Linked DNA regions of Sus scrofa: region 2 is linked to region 1. Evidence: chromatin contacts called from public promoter capture Hi-C data. All regions are on one chromosome and are shown on one strand. The core of a region is the stretch at or near the end of the contact, and the rest is flanking DNA. Distances in the headings are between cores, read along the strand shown.

Region 1 (6,140 bases), core at 915-3,414:
CCTGCTGTGGCACAGCAGGTTAAGGATCTTGTGTTGCTGGAGCTGTGATGGAGCTCACAGTTGGGGCTTGGATTCAGTCCCTGGCCTGGGAACCTCCATACACCATGGCTGCAGCCAAAAAAATAATAAAAAAATCACCAGATCAAGACCCCCTGGTTATCATATCTTAGGTGACAGCACAGAACCCAGAGTTGGAATGGGCCGGGAATTATTTGAGGTGAGGAAAGGGAGGCAGCAAGGAAAACAGGTGAAGAAGTGTGATCATGGAGGGAGGGAAAAAAGGTCAATAGTAGCAGCACAGGGGTGAAAGGCTCAGAGAGGAAGGATGTTTTCTTTTAAGGGGAGAAATATGACTATGGAAGCATCAGTTTTCGAATGATTTGCACCAACATCATGGTAATGATGGTAGATCTTTTTCTCATTCCAGCAAAAAGCATTACCATATAATTTTTCAATTCCCCTGAACTGAGCATAAAGGTCTCTCACTTTGCTGGGTAAAGAATAAAAAGGACCAAGGTCATCCGAGGATGACGCAATTGTTTTCTTGGCAACATTAATTTCTTCAGATAGAAGAGTCTCTTTGAGCTGTTTAGTCCTGGAAAATACCGATGTGTGGGCCCTGGCATTTCCAGCCATGGCGCTTTTTAAATGATCTTTAAGACTTTGTCTCCTGTTCCCATCTGAACTAGTTCTGACTTTAGAAGAGGAGTCATCAATTTGCTGCGGTTCCTCTATGCTACTAACGGGCAATTCCTCATTCACAGTCTTGTGAGAGGATGAACCCCTATCCCTCTCTTTAAGAGATGGATCGCCCAAGTTATTTGAAGAGCTGTGCAAATGTTCAAAGAATAACATCTGTGAAGAAGGTACATCATACAAAAGATCAGCTTCAGGTTCAGTAGCGACATCTTCATGCCCACTCTGGTTCTTTGTGTGCTCCTCTGTTTTTACTCCAGTGAAGTCGCCTACAGTGTTACTGCTGAGGATGCTGTGTTTAATGCTTTCTGAACAAAGATCTTCAGGGGCATGATCTGTAGCATGCTCCTCTTGTTCTGGAATTTGCATATATTTTTGTTCCAGGTCATCAACTTGAGCTAAAAAAGAGTTTTCAGCAAAACTATCATAGTCACCAAACATGTCCTCTTCACTGTCAATATTCTGGAAAGAAAACAAAAGATCTGTGGTCAATTCTAGCTTCATGAATAGGTTTCCGGAGGAGTTCCCATCGTGGCTCAGTGGTTAACGAATCCGATTAGGAACCATGAGGTTGCGGTTTTGATCCCTGGCCTTGCTCAGTGGGTTAAGGATCCAGCATTGCCGTGAGCTGTGGTGTAGGTAAGCAGACTCGGCTCGGATCCCGCGTTGCTGTGGCTCTGGCATAAGCCTGTGGCTACAGCTCCGATTTGACCTCTAGCTCTGATTTGAACCTCCATATGCCGTGGGAGCGGCCAGAGAAATAGTAAAAAGACAAAGAAAAAAAAAAAAAAAAAAGGTTTCGGGAGTTCCTGATATGGCGCAGATGGGTTACCAATCCGACTGCAGCACTCTGGGTGCTGCGGAGGCATGGGTTCCATCCCCAGCCAGGACCACTGGGTTAAAGGATCTGACATTGTCACAACTGCGGCTTTGATTCAGTCCCTGGCCCAGGAACTTCCATATGCCGTGCGTGCAACCATTAAAAAAAAAAAAAGAATAAAAATTTCAGCCAAGGGCTCTCTCAGATACATCGTTACATGGTTATATATGTATCACAGACCAAAATGTAAATCATCCTCTTAAATAGAAACTATCATTCCCATTTTACAAATGAAGAAACGGGGGCGGAGAAAGGTTAAGTGGCATAAACTTGAAAGGCTAGGTTTGCATTTCAGTCATGCCACATGCATTTCAGCATGCCACACTTGCTGTGCGTACAACTTGTATGTCTTGAGGTCTATGTTTTATTTACATGTATATATAAAAAACGGGCCAACAGTGCAATACCTCACAAGTGAGATTAACATCGATAACAAAAACGAGGTGAGCACCTGAACGCTGGCAGATAATTGGGCAGCTGGCGTTTGCACCTGGGAATGGATCTGCCAATTTTTGTTTCAAGATCCACGCCCCCTGCAGCTGGTCGCCTACTCTTCCATTGAGCATGCGCACTGGGAGACCTGGTGTCTCCTCATCCCAAGGGTGGGAAATGGAACAAGAAACTCAGAGGAATTTGAGGGGTGATGGGGCTGTACCTCGACTGGCTGCACGTCCACGGTTTTCCGCCGCCGGCTCCCAGCCACCATTTCCTCCTCTTCCTTCTCATCACCGGGCTTAAGCTCGGCTGCGGTGGGGGCGGCCAAAACGCTCTCTGTGCTAAATCGGTTCCTTTTGCGGACAGACACCCGCCGGCGGATACGGGAACCGCCATCATCCATGGCAGGGGCTGAGGGCCCTCCCCGAACGTCGTCTCCAGTGACCCAGCCGCCAAACCCCAGTAGAAGGGTGAGTGCAGCAACAGGGGAAAGGTAGCAGCAGGTGGAAACGGGGCTCGCGTCTCCATCCACCTTTGGGAAAGACCACCAACCAATTATCGGGGCTCTGGAACCGGAAGCGGAGGCACAAGCATAAGAGCCCGCCCTCTCCTTGTCCAATCGTTAACGTCCCCAGCGGGCGGCGCGGAGTCCGGGTGGGAGTGGAGAACGGGAAGATGCTGCGCAGGCGCATCGAAAACTTCAGCTGCTCTTGGTTCTCCGCGTTCGCCTGCGGAACCTTTGAACCGAGTGCTCGGACCCACAGGGGAAGCACACCGGAAGGGGCTGGTCCGGCGCTTTGGAAAACGGAAGAGGAGGGGCAAGGGGCCATGGCGGCTGTGGTGTCTCTTTGCAGCCGGTTGGGGAGGAGAAAGTCGACAGACTTCGTGAATGCTGCTGTCTGCCTTACGGATCCCGGGACTCATGCAGGTAAAGTCTCCACATCCTAGGCTCCTTTGTAGACTTGCAGCCGTTGGCTTAGCCCTGCTTGGGTCGGTGGAGATGACACCGTTCGCTAATGGACGCCGGTGTCTAGGCCTTAGGTTTCTCCAAGGTAAGTGGGAATCTGTCATGGCCTGTCACTAGTTTTTTAAGACTGAAGAGGACGTCCAGTACAACAGTGATGGGGGGGTTCTCAAAAGGAGGCAGGGACATGCTTACGATCTTCGGGTAGAACTTGATAGGAAGCATCTTCACAGTAACCCCGCAGCAAATTCGATATCCGAGGTCCCAAATCAGGGCGAAATTGTGACATGGGCCCTGGAATCTACCATTTATGCACTTTAATCTACTTTGTGCTTCTCTGCCAAAACCTACTCTCTGTAAGGAGTCTGTTTTCATTTTTCCTTTGCATTAAAATCTGTCTCTACTCCATGAGAGAGAGGAAATAAATTTCAGGAAGAGAACAGGTAAGAGATTGTATGGTGGGGATACATACGCCCTTTCCCCAATGCCCCAGAAACCACACAAAGTCCACTCTGCCTCAAATCTAAAGGCTTTTTTTTTTAAACTTATATTTAACCTTGTTAGTGTAATGAATTAAAAACCTTTCTTTTATGTCATGCCTTAATTCATCTTGCCTCCATAGAAACAAAATATTTAGCTGCTCAGCTATCAAAAATAGTTTGTTGCTGTTTCTGTTCAATTGCAGTGCTGTGGAGAAGTTGTTCACAATATAAACAGGTAGCCAGCAACGAGGACCTTGTAAGTTTTTTTTTTTTCTTTTAATAAGGTGCTTGCAAACATGATCAAATTCTTGTATCTTAACTGTTTGAATAATGTTCAGCTGAAGGAAAAAAACAATCGAGAATCATTAGTCAAGTTTGAAAATTAAAATTTATTGAGTAGTCACTTAAGTGAACTTTGAAGTAAGAGAATTCCTAGCTTCGTAGCAAGAAGGATGGCTTCCCTAACACCATATTTTTCTTTCTAGATATGTGCTTTAGGAATTAAAAAAGGTAGTTTTGGGAGTTCCCGTCGTGGTGCAGTGGTTAGCGAATCCGACTAGGAGCCATGAGGTTGCGGGTTCAATCCCTGCCTTTGCTCAGTGGGTTGACGATCTGGTGTTGCCATGAGCTATGGTGTGGGTTGCAGACGCGGCTCGGATCCTGCGTTGTGGCTCATTGGAAATGAACCTGACTAGTAACAATGAGGACGCAGGTTCAGTCCTTGGCCTTGCTCATTGGGTTAAGGATCTGGCATTGGCATGAGCTGTGATGTAGCTCATAGAAGTGGGTCAGATCTGGCGTTGCTATAGCTGTGGTGTAGGCCGGCAGCTCCAGCTCCAATTAGACCCCCAGCGGGGGAACCACAGTATGTCCTGGCTCTGGCCCTAAAGAAAAAAAAAAAAAAGAAAATTTGAGGAGTTGGAAAAAGCAAATGAACCCTTCTACAAAAACGAAAGAACTCATCTAGTCCCTTTGAGTGTCCATCTTGGTCATCAATTCCTACCATAGTCAAGAGAGTAAAGGAAATTGCCAGAGCTTCTTTTTAGGTCATAAACCCCACCAAGACTCTAATGAGGCTATGTGCCCTCAGAAAAAGGCACAGAGTCCTATTTATTTGAAATTTTGCATACAACTACTGGGCTTCAGGAACCTCAAAACCATTTCTAGATTAAAAATCTCCAGGCTGGAGATATCTATACTGATTATAGGAGGGAGGCCTTGTGACAGAAGCATAAGAGACAGTAGTAAACACAGAAAAAAGCAAAAAAGTTGACACAAACTTTTAAAACAGTCTGGGACCATAAAATTGTAGTCAGAGAACTTTAGAGTATTATATAGTAAGCCATGGGGACATTGTCTTTTTTTTTTTTTTTTTGGTCTTTTTGCCATTTCTTGGGCTGCTCCCACGGCATATGGAGATATCCAGGCTAGGGGTCTAATCGGAGCGGTAGCCACGATCCAGCTCACGGCAATGCTGGATCCTTAACCCACTGAGCAAGGCCAGGGACCGAACCTGCAACCTCATGGTTCCTAGTCGGATTCGTTAACCACTGCGCCACAACGGGAACTCCAATATTGTCTTTTAATATAGAAATAGTGACAAGACATCTACAGAAATATGGGGATGGATTTAGGGATTATTATTAAGAATTGCATATAACTGTTGTGCTCTTAAGTTTTTCTTAATTTAAATCTAAGTTGAGAATTTTTAGCCACCTACCACCCGGGCAAAGCATTTGAGGAGAGTTACTTATCAAAGATTTCAGATTTTTTCCCCTTCCATAGCCCTTTCTCTCCAAAGATTGTATTTTATACCAGAATTCTCCTTCCTAACTTAATCCCTCCTAGCCAAACTAAAACGAGATGCTTCTACAAAATATGAGTACACTAAACTCTTTAAAATGGAGGATCTTTCAGAAATACTTGATATTTATTTTACAAGCCAAGTTGTATTTATTTCTCTTTCACAGTAAGAAAGATACAGCTAATCTCTTGGAGAGATTTAAATGTAGTAACCTGAGACTTTTTTTTTTTTATTTAAAATTAACACAAACTGTATTACCAGGTTTTTTTTTTTCTTTATCCTAGCCTGTTCCAATGGAAAATCCTTATAAGGAGCCTCTGAAAAAATGTATCTTGTGTGAAAAACATGTAGATTATAAGAATGTGCAGGTGAGATATGGTTTTACTTCACTATGATACTTGGTTTTGCTCCTTTATTAATATTTACAATGGAGAAGTCAGCTTTATAACAGGCTTTGTGTAGGGGTTGCTGTTTTAGCAACTTCATAATCTGAAATCTGGATATACTTCTATGTATAAGGCAACTCTCTTTTCTTCAAATAAGAGCCCCCTCGCTGTCCCTCATTTACTGTTTCTGTTTTGTTTTGTTTTTAGGATTGCACCTGCGGCATATGGAGGTTCCCAGGCTAGGGGTCCAATAGGAGCTGTAGCTGCTGGCCTACACCACAGCCACAGCAACGTGGGATCCAAGCCATGTCTGTGGCCTACACCACAGCTCACGGATCCTTAACCCACTGAACAAGGCCAGGCATCAAACCTGCAACCTCATGGTTCCCAGTCAGATTTGTGTCCACTGCACCACGACGGGAACTCCCCTCATTTACTGTTGCCGCTCCTGCGGCATATGGAGGTTCCCAGGCTAGGGGTCGAATCGGAGCTG
Region 2 (6,140 bases), core at 1,165-3,664, 780 kb before region 1:
GTATTCTTTGATTTGTTCTTCTGAAGTATCTGGGCTCAATCCGCCCACAAAAACCTTTTTTGGGGGTTCCTTCCCTTTTAAAGCTTTGGCCCTTTTAGGGTCTATCAATTTGCCATCCAGTTTGTGTTCTTTCAGTTCCAAAACCTAGGAGACAAATGTATTTAATCCACCAACGCTCTGACCAATGTGCAAAGAGCACACAAGAGCAGCACAATGCAGAACAGGTTCCTACCTTATCAACACTAGCAGCATCTTTGAAAAGCACAAATCCAAATCCTCTTGATCTTCCAGTGACTGGATCTGTTTTAATTGTGCAGTCTACGACTTCCCCAAATCGAGACAAATATTCAGTCAGATCTTTCTTGCTTGTATCCCAGCTCAAGCCTCCAATAAACATTTTACTAAAAATAAAAGTTTTTTTTTTTTGAGTCAGCAGCAGCCACAACGATTCAGTTCTGAAACGACGTTCACGAAATAAACTAAGAAACGAGCACGGAGCAGCTCATCCCCAGACACGTAATCAAGCCCTTTGCAGACACACACGAACAAGAGACCGTAACGACGCCCCAACTCCATCGAGATCCCCTATTCGCAGGGTGAACAGCTTGCTCTCCACACTGCACAACTCAAAGTTCACACGAGGCCAACGACACGGCGAGGACTGCCCTGCACCGGCAACGCCAACTCTCTAACCGTATCCCGCACAACTTAGGCTCTCCGTCTTCCTCAGCTGTCAAGCCACCGCTCCACCTGAAGGACGCACCGTAACGCGCACCGGGAAGCTGGCACCAGTCGCCCACTGGTTCCCAGACCCAGAGTCCCCCAAACCCTCGCCGGGAGAACCGCGCGGAGCCCCAACAGACGCACAATGAAGGGGCGGCGCGGCCGCAGCGTGCGGCGCAGCGAGCCCGGCCCCTCCCCCTCGGGCCCCACGCGGCGCCTGCGCACTCGGGACGCGGCCGCCGCCGCCCTCCGCCTCCAACCCCCTGCCCTTCCCCCACCTTCCGCGGGCCTCTCGAGACACCCCCCTCCGTCTCCTCCTCTCCTCTTCCCTCCAAGCTAGTGCGGCCCAGCGGGCACGCGGGGCGTCGGCTCGGGGCAAGAATGGGAGCAGCGCGCGGCCCCCGCGGGACGAAGGGCGCGCGCGGGGCGCTGGGGGAGGGGGGAGACGCGTGCGGTACCCGTCATCCTGCTGATTTTTGCTCGCGTTGATCTTGGACCCCTCTGCGAACTCCTCTATGTTGCTGTACTCGTTCATGTCCTCCATGGCGGCGGGGTTGTCGGCCGGAGGGTGCGGGCGCGCAGTCCGAGTCGCGGCAGCGGCGGCGGCGGAGCGTTGTATGGAACTGGATTTAAAATGGCGGCGGAAGAGATCCGGGCGCCGCCTGCGCCCTCCCTTTATAGCCGCCACGCCGGCCAATCGCGAGGGCTGCTGTGCGGTGACGTGGCGCTGGGCCCGGCGCGCCCCCTGCCGGGCGGAGCTGGGAGCGAGCGAAGGGAGGAGCGGAGCGAGCTGCCGCGGCGCCCGCGGCCGCCAATGGGAGAGGCTGCGGGAGGCTAAAGTAGCGGGAGCGGAGGGGAACAATGGCGGCGGCACTTGGGAAAGCCGGGGCGGGACCTCCATCGCGGCCCTCCCGCGGAGGAGTGAGGTCGCGGCCGAGGGGAGGCGGGCTTGGGGAGAGGGATGCGTCAGAAGAGAAAAACGACGGGGCGAGAAGTCCTGGGGTCACGAATCCCGAGCAGCGCCGTCCCAGGGCCACAGTCCCTCTTGCCTTGAGAGCCTTTGTCTCTGGCGTCCGGTCCAGCCCACTCCCAGCAAAGAGCCGCCAACCCCGCCTCTTTCCGCCCTCGGATCCCCAGTGCCGAGCTGCTGCTGCGGCTGCCGCTGCTATCAATGAGCCCCGTGGGCGCGCTGCTCCGGGAAGAGGCGGACTGCGCCCGGCGCCCGCAGCCGAGGTGGCGAGCGCGCCCGCCCGTCCGCCGCGCGCACGCGTGTTGTCCTCGAGCTGCCTGGACCCAGCCGACCAGGGAGCGGGCGCGCGGCGGCCCCTCCGGGCAGCGGCGCAGGACGGGCGCCTCTCCGCTCCGCCACGGGCGCGCGGGCCGAGGGGGCGCGGCGGGCCTCCCTGGCCGATCGCAGGCCCACGCCGCTCGGCTGGCCGGGACCCAAACGGCCTCTGTTGCTGGCTGAGGATGGGAGGAGGGGCGCGGGCCCGGTCGGATTACTGTCAATACGCAAACGCGGAGGCAGTGGGCGGGGAGGGAGGGTAGGTGCCGTAGAGGGCAAGGGGCACTCACATCCCCGGCGCGCCACTCGCGGGGCTCCCGTCTGCACGTGCCCCGGGCCTCTCCCGCTCGCTCTACCAGTCTGCGGAGGGCGCGCGCCCGCGCACCCGGCTCCCGCGTTCGCCTCTTTGTTCCCGCCCACGCGAGGCCCATCTTGACGGATCGGGTGCGAGGCCCTCTAGCGGCCAATCGGCATCGGCGCCAGGGCCTCTCCCCGCCCCCTCGGGGCCCCGGAGGACCGCCCCTTTCCCTACCCACGTGGTCTCGGCCTCCGGCCCCGGATCGCTCCCGAGTTCTGGGCGCCCGTCCTGCGGGTTTCTCTGCTTCCTTGGCCGCGGAGGGGTCCTCTCCGCCTCGTGCGTCGGCAGGGCGCGGTTGCCCGCTCTGGGGTCCTTGCGGGACTGTCGGAAGCTTCGCCCGCTGCTGCCGCCGCCGCCGCCGGCGCCGCCCGCCGCCCTCCCCACCAGTAGGCCGATTCCCGTGGTATCATCCGGTAGGGAAATGGTCGTGCTTTCGGTGCCCGCCGAAGTCACTGTGATCCTGTTAGATATCGAAGGTACCACAACCCCGATTGCTTTCGTGAAGGTGAGGGGCGGAAGGGAGCGGGGAAGTTACTTGTGCTTTCAAACAATGAAGTATTTTAAAGTGTTGCAGACCTCGCCCTGGAGACCGGAGGCGTGGGAGAGACGGTGTGGCTTTGCACCCGCTCTGGGGTGGGAGGACGTAGTCTGCGGCGGGTTGCAGGGATGCTGTGCCTCACCGCCTTGTCTTAACCTTCCCGGGTCCTCGCCTTCCGCTAGAGGCAGGTGGTTGGGGAAGAGATGGAGATGGTGGTGAAGAGGGGACGGAGGAGGGCAGTGTGGCCCCCCCACAGGTGTGCGCCCAGTCGCCCGACAGGTGTGCGCCCGCCTTGTGCCGGGTTGAACCTGGCGAGGTGGTGGCCGCTGTCTAGCTGTCCTTGAGGCTTCTAGTCCCACGCTTCTAGACTGAAGTGTGACTTTTCGGGTAGCCCAGGTATCTTAAAGCAGTAATGGTTGATCTTTGCCGTTTCCCACTCCTGCTTTTAGTGGCCGAACTGCACACTGTGCGTTGCTGGATTAGGCTAGCAAACATGTCTAGATTCCGTTCATTTTCTTCAAAAATGGAAGCCTAAAGTTCTTAGCCAATACCTTCCTCCTAGAATGTCAGTGGTAACCAACCCTTGTCTACACCCAGTTCATAAACCTGTAACTTTGCTTTTTTTTTTTTTTGTCTTTTTGCCATTTCTAGGGCCGCTCCTGCGGCATATGGAGGTTCCCAGGCCTAGGGGTCGAATTGGAGCTGTAGCCGCCGGCCTACACCACAGCCACAGCAACGCGGGATCCGAGCCGCCTCTGCAACCTACACCACAGCTCATGGCAACGCCGGATCCTTAACCCGCTGAGCAAAGGCAGGGAGCGAACCCGCAACCTCATGGTTCCTAGTCGGATTCGTTAACCACTGTGCCACCACGGGAACTCCCTAACTTTGCTTTAAAGCACGTTCCTTTTTAAATATGTTGTATTTGGAAGGATAAATTAATATCAAATATTAATATGACTTTTCAAATAATTCCTTGGGCCTGGTCTTCCCTTTGACTTCTAGAGGTTTAAGATAAAAGTATGTAGCAGCCGTGCTTGTGTGCAATAATAATGAGATACCTTTTGCAAAGTAGGAAAAACCCATCTTCCAAAAGAGTAGTTGTACATTTTTTTAATTTATTTTTATTTTTTAAAATTTTATTTATTTCTTTATTTCTTTTATTTTTGGCCACACCTGGGGCATATGGAAGTTCCCAGGCTAGGGGTTGAGTCGGAGCTGCAGCTACAGGCCTGGGCCACAGCCACAGCAGCGCCAGATCTGAGCTGCCTCTGCGACTTGCACCACAGCTCAAGGCATTGCAGGGAGGGAGGCCAGAGATTGAATCCCCATTCTCACGGAGACAACATCAGGTTCTTACCCTGCTGCGCCACAAGGGTAACTCCTTGAATCTCTTTTACTTTTTGTTTTTTTCCGGCCGTGCCCACAGCGTGTGGAAGTTCTGGGGCCAGGGATCCAATCCATGCCATGGCGGTGACCCAAGTCACAGCAGTGAAAATGCTGGATCCTTAACCTGAGCCACCAGGAACTCCCTTGAATACCTTTTAAAGAGATGTTATAGTCTTCTTGAACCTCTGAGCCTGGCTCTGGGAATTGGGAGATGCTAGTTCTACTTTGGGCTTTATTCGTCACCTTAGGTGTGTGAACCTGTGGTGGCCCTACTTCCTGTGAAAGGATTAAAGGGGACATTGAGTATGGTGTACATGGGACTTGTACACTTGACTCCGCCTCAGAAACTTTGTGAGGTGTGTGCACTGCATTTTCCTAATAGGAAACTAAGGCTCTGAAAATGACATGCCTTAGATTTGAAACCCACTTGTCTGACTCAACAACTCTTCCTCTTTGCATTATCACACTTGACCTCTGAAATGGGACCCACAGTGCTTGTTCCATCTTCTTTGCCTTGCTTTGTGGCTGTTGGGTGACGCAGCTCGTACGAGAGCACTTTAATCCGTGAGAGGTACCGTAAAAGCACACGGTAGCAAATTTCAATTTACACCATGTTTACTAGGTTTAGGAATGAACCCTGGGAACAGAAACACTCTAGTTGAGTCTTACTTTATTTGGGGTTTGGCGTTACAGTCAGTGTACACAATGAAAACGGTATAGTCAGAAACTGCCCTTGAAATACCCTTGGGCTCCTCTTTGGAGACTGCGTCCATCTTTCAGTAAGTTACGTGCAACCATTTTTCCTTCAGGGTTGAAATGGATCTGTGCTTCTTCCCTTGAGCATCAGAGGAAGTAGTTGGTTTAGGGTTGGGTGATGGAGATGAGAAGTGCATGGAGCCATTCATACCGTAAGAGGCACTGGGGAAGTGAGACTGTCCCCGGAAACAGAACACGTGCGTGGCAGACGGAGGGCCGGCACTGGTTGTGATTATTCCTTCCCCTTTCTCTCTCTCTGCTGAGCACTTACAGTTGGGTGTGTATGTGACGCAGTTCTAACCGTACAAGGCGACGCTTCGCAGTCCTGGATGTTTTATGGGATGCCATAGACTAACCACCCTGGGCAGTGGTGTTTTGTGCACGGCTTGTGCTCTCTGGGGGCGTACCTTTAAGCCTTTAGGCTCTAGGCAACAATAAACAGTGGTTTTACTTAAACCTGCTATTACGTCTTTTGTTCTTTGTCAGCATGGTAATGGTCAGATTTCTGGAGCAAGAAGGGTTCCTAGCTTGGGTCATCTAGTAAATGTTGCAACTAGTGAATTAACTTCTCCTGCGGATCCGTTGGTTCCTGGAGGAATGTCTTTGTGAAGAGCAGCATAGTTTGTTGGGGGCAGAGCAGCAGTGGAATCCGGCTTTCCTTAGATGGTTTCCCATATGTCTGATCCTTAAAGCCACCAGCTCTGTCCCTCCCTCCCAGACACGTGGTTTGGAGTTTCGTTTCTTTTCAGGTGCTGACTTTGATTGTCTACACTGGTGATCTCCCAGCTTTTTTTTTGGACTGCGGTGAGCAGCAGCTTTTTGTGGGATCTCACTTTCCAGCCAGGGATGGAACCCGGGCCACAGCAGTGAAAAACACCGAGTCCTAACCGCTAAACCACCAGGGAACTCCCCAACATTTTTTGTTCATGAGTGCCATCAGCAGAATTGGAGCAGTCACTACCGACAGAATGTATGTGTACTTTTTTTTTCTTTTGCTTTTTGGGACAGCACCTGCAGCATATGGAGGTTCCCAGGCAAGGGGTCAAATCGGAGCTGTAGCTGCCTGCCTACACCACAGCCACAGCCACAGC

The links. Promoter capture Hi-C pulls out the DNA fragments that hold promoters and counts their contacts.
Region 2: a promoter capture Hi-C map of fetal liver shows a contact between it and region 1, with 4 times the contacts expected there. The contact joins the promoter of HNRNPDL here to the promoter of MRPS18C in region 1. A contact is called at or near these places in 1 of 5 promoter capture datasets (fetal liver) and 1 of 47 Hi-C or Micro-C datasets (subcutaneous adipose tissue).

Annotation. Positions count from the first base shown.
Region 1 is chr8:135,022,743-135,028,882 of Sscrofa11.1, reverse strand. MRPS18C (28S ribosomal protein S18c, mitochondrial) reads left to right here and starts at 2,164. Exons shown (of 7, transcript XM_003129356.5): 1 at 2,164-2,481; 2 at 2,776-2,939; 3 at 3,661-3,713; 4 at 5,546-5,629. The coding sequence starts at 2,840. HELQ (helicase POLQ-like) reads right to left here and starts at 2,765. Exons shown (of 17, transcript XM_013989417.2): 1 at 2,232-2,765; 2 at 441-1,158. The coding sequence starts at 2,414.
Region 2 is chr8:135,798,804-135,804,943 of Sscrofa11.1, reverse strand. HNRNPDL (heterogeneous nuclear ribonucleoprotein D-like) reads right to left here and starts at 2,414. Exons shown (of 9, transcript XR_002346906.1): 1 at 1,182-2,414; 2 at 233-401; 3 at 1-144. It overlaps ENOPH1 (enolase-phosphatase 1), which reads left to right and starts at 2,611. Exons shown (of 6, transcript NM_001243830.1): 1 at 2,611-2,871. The coding sequence starts at 2,788.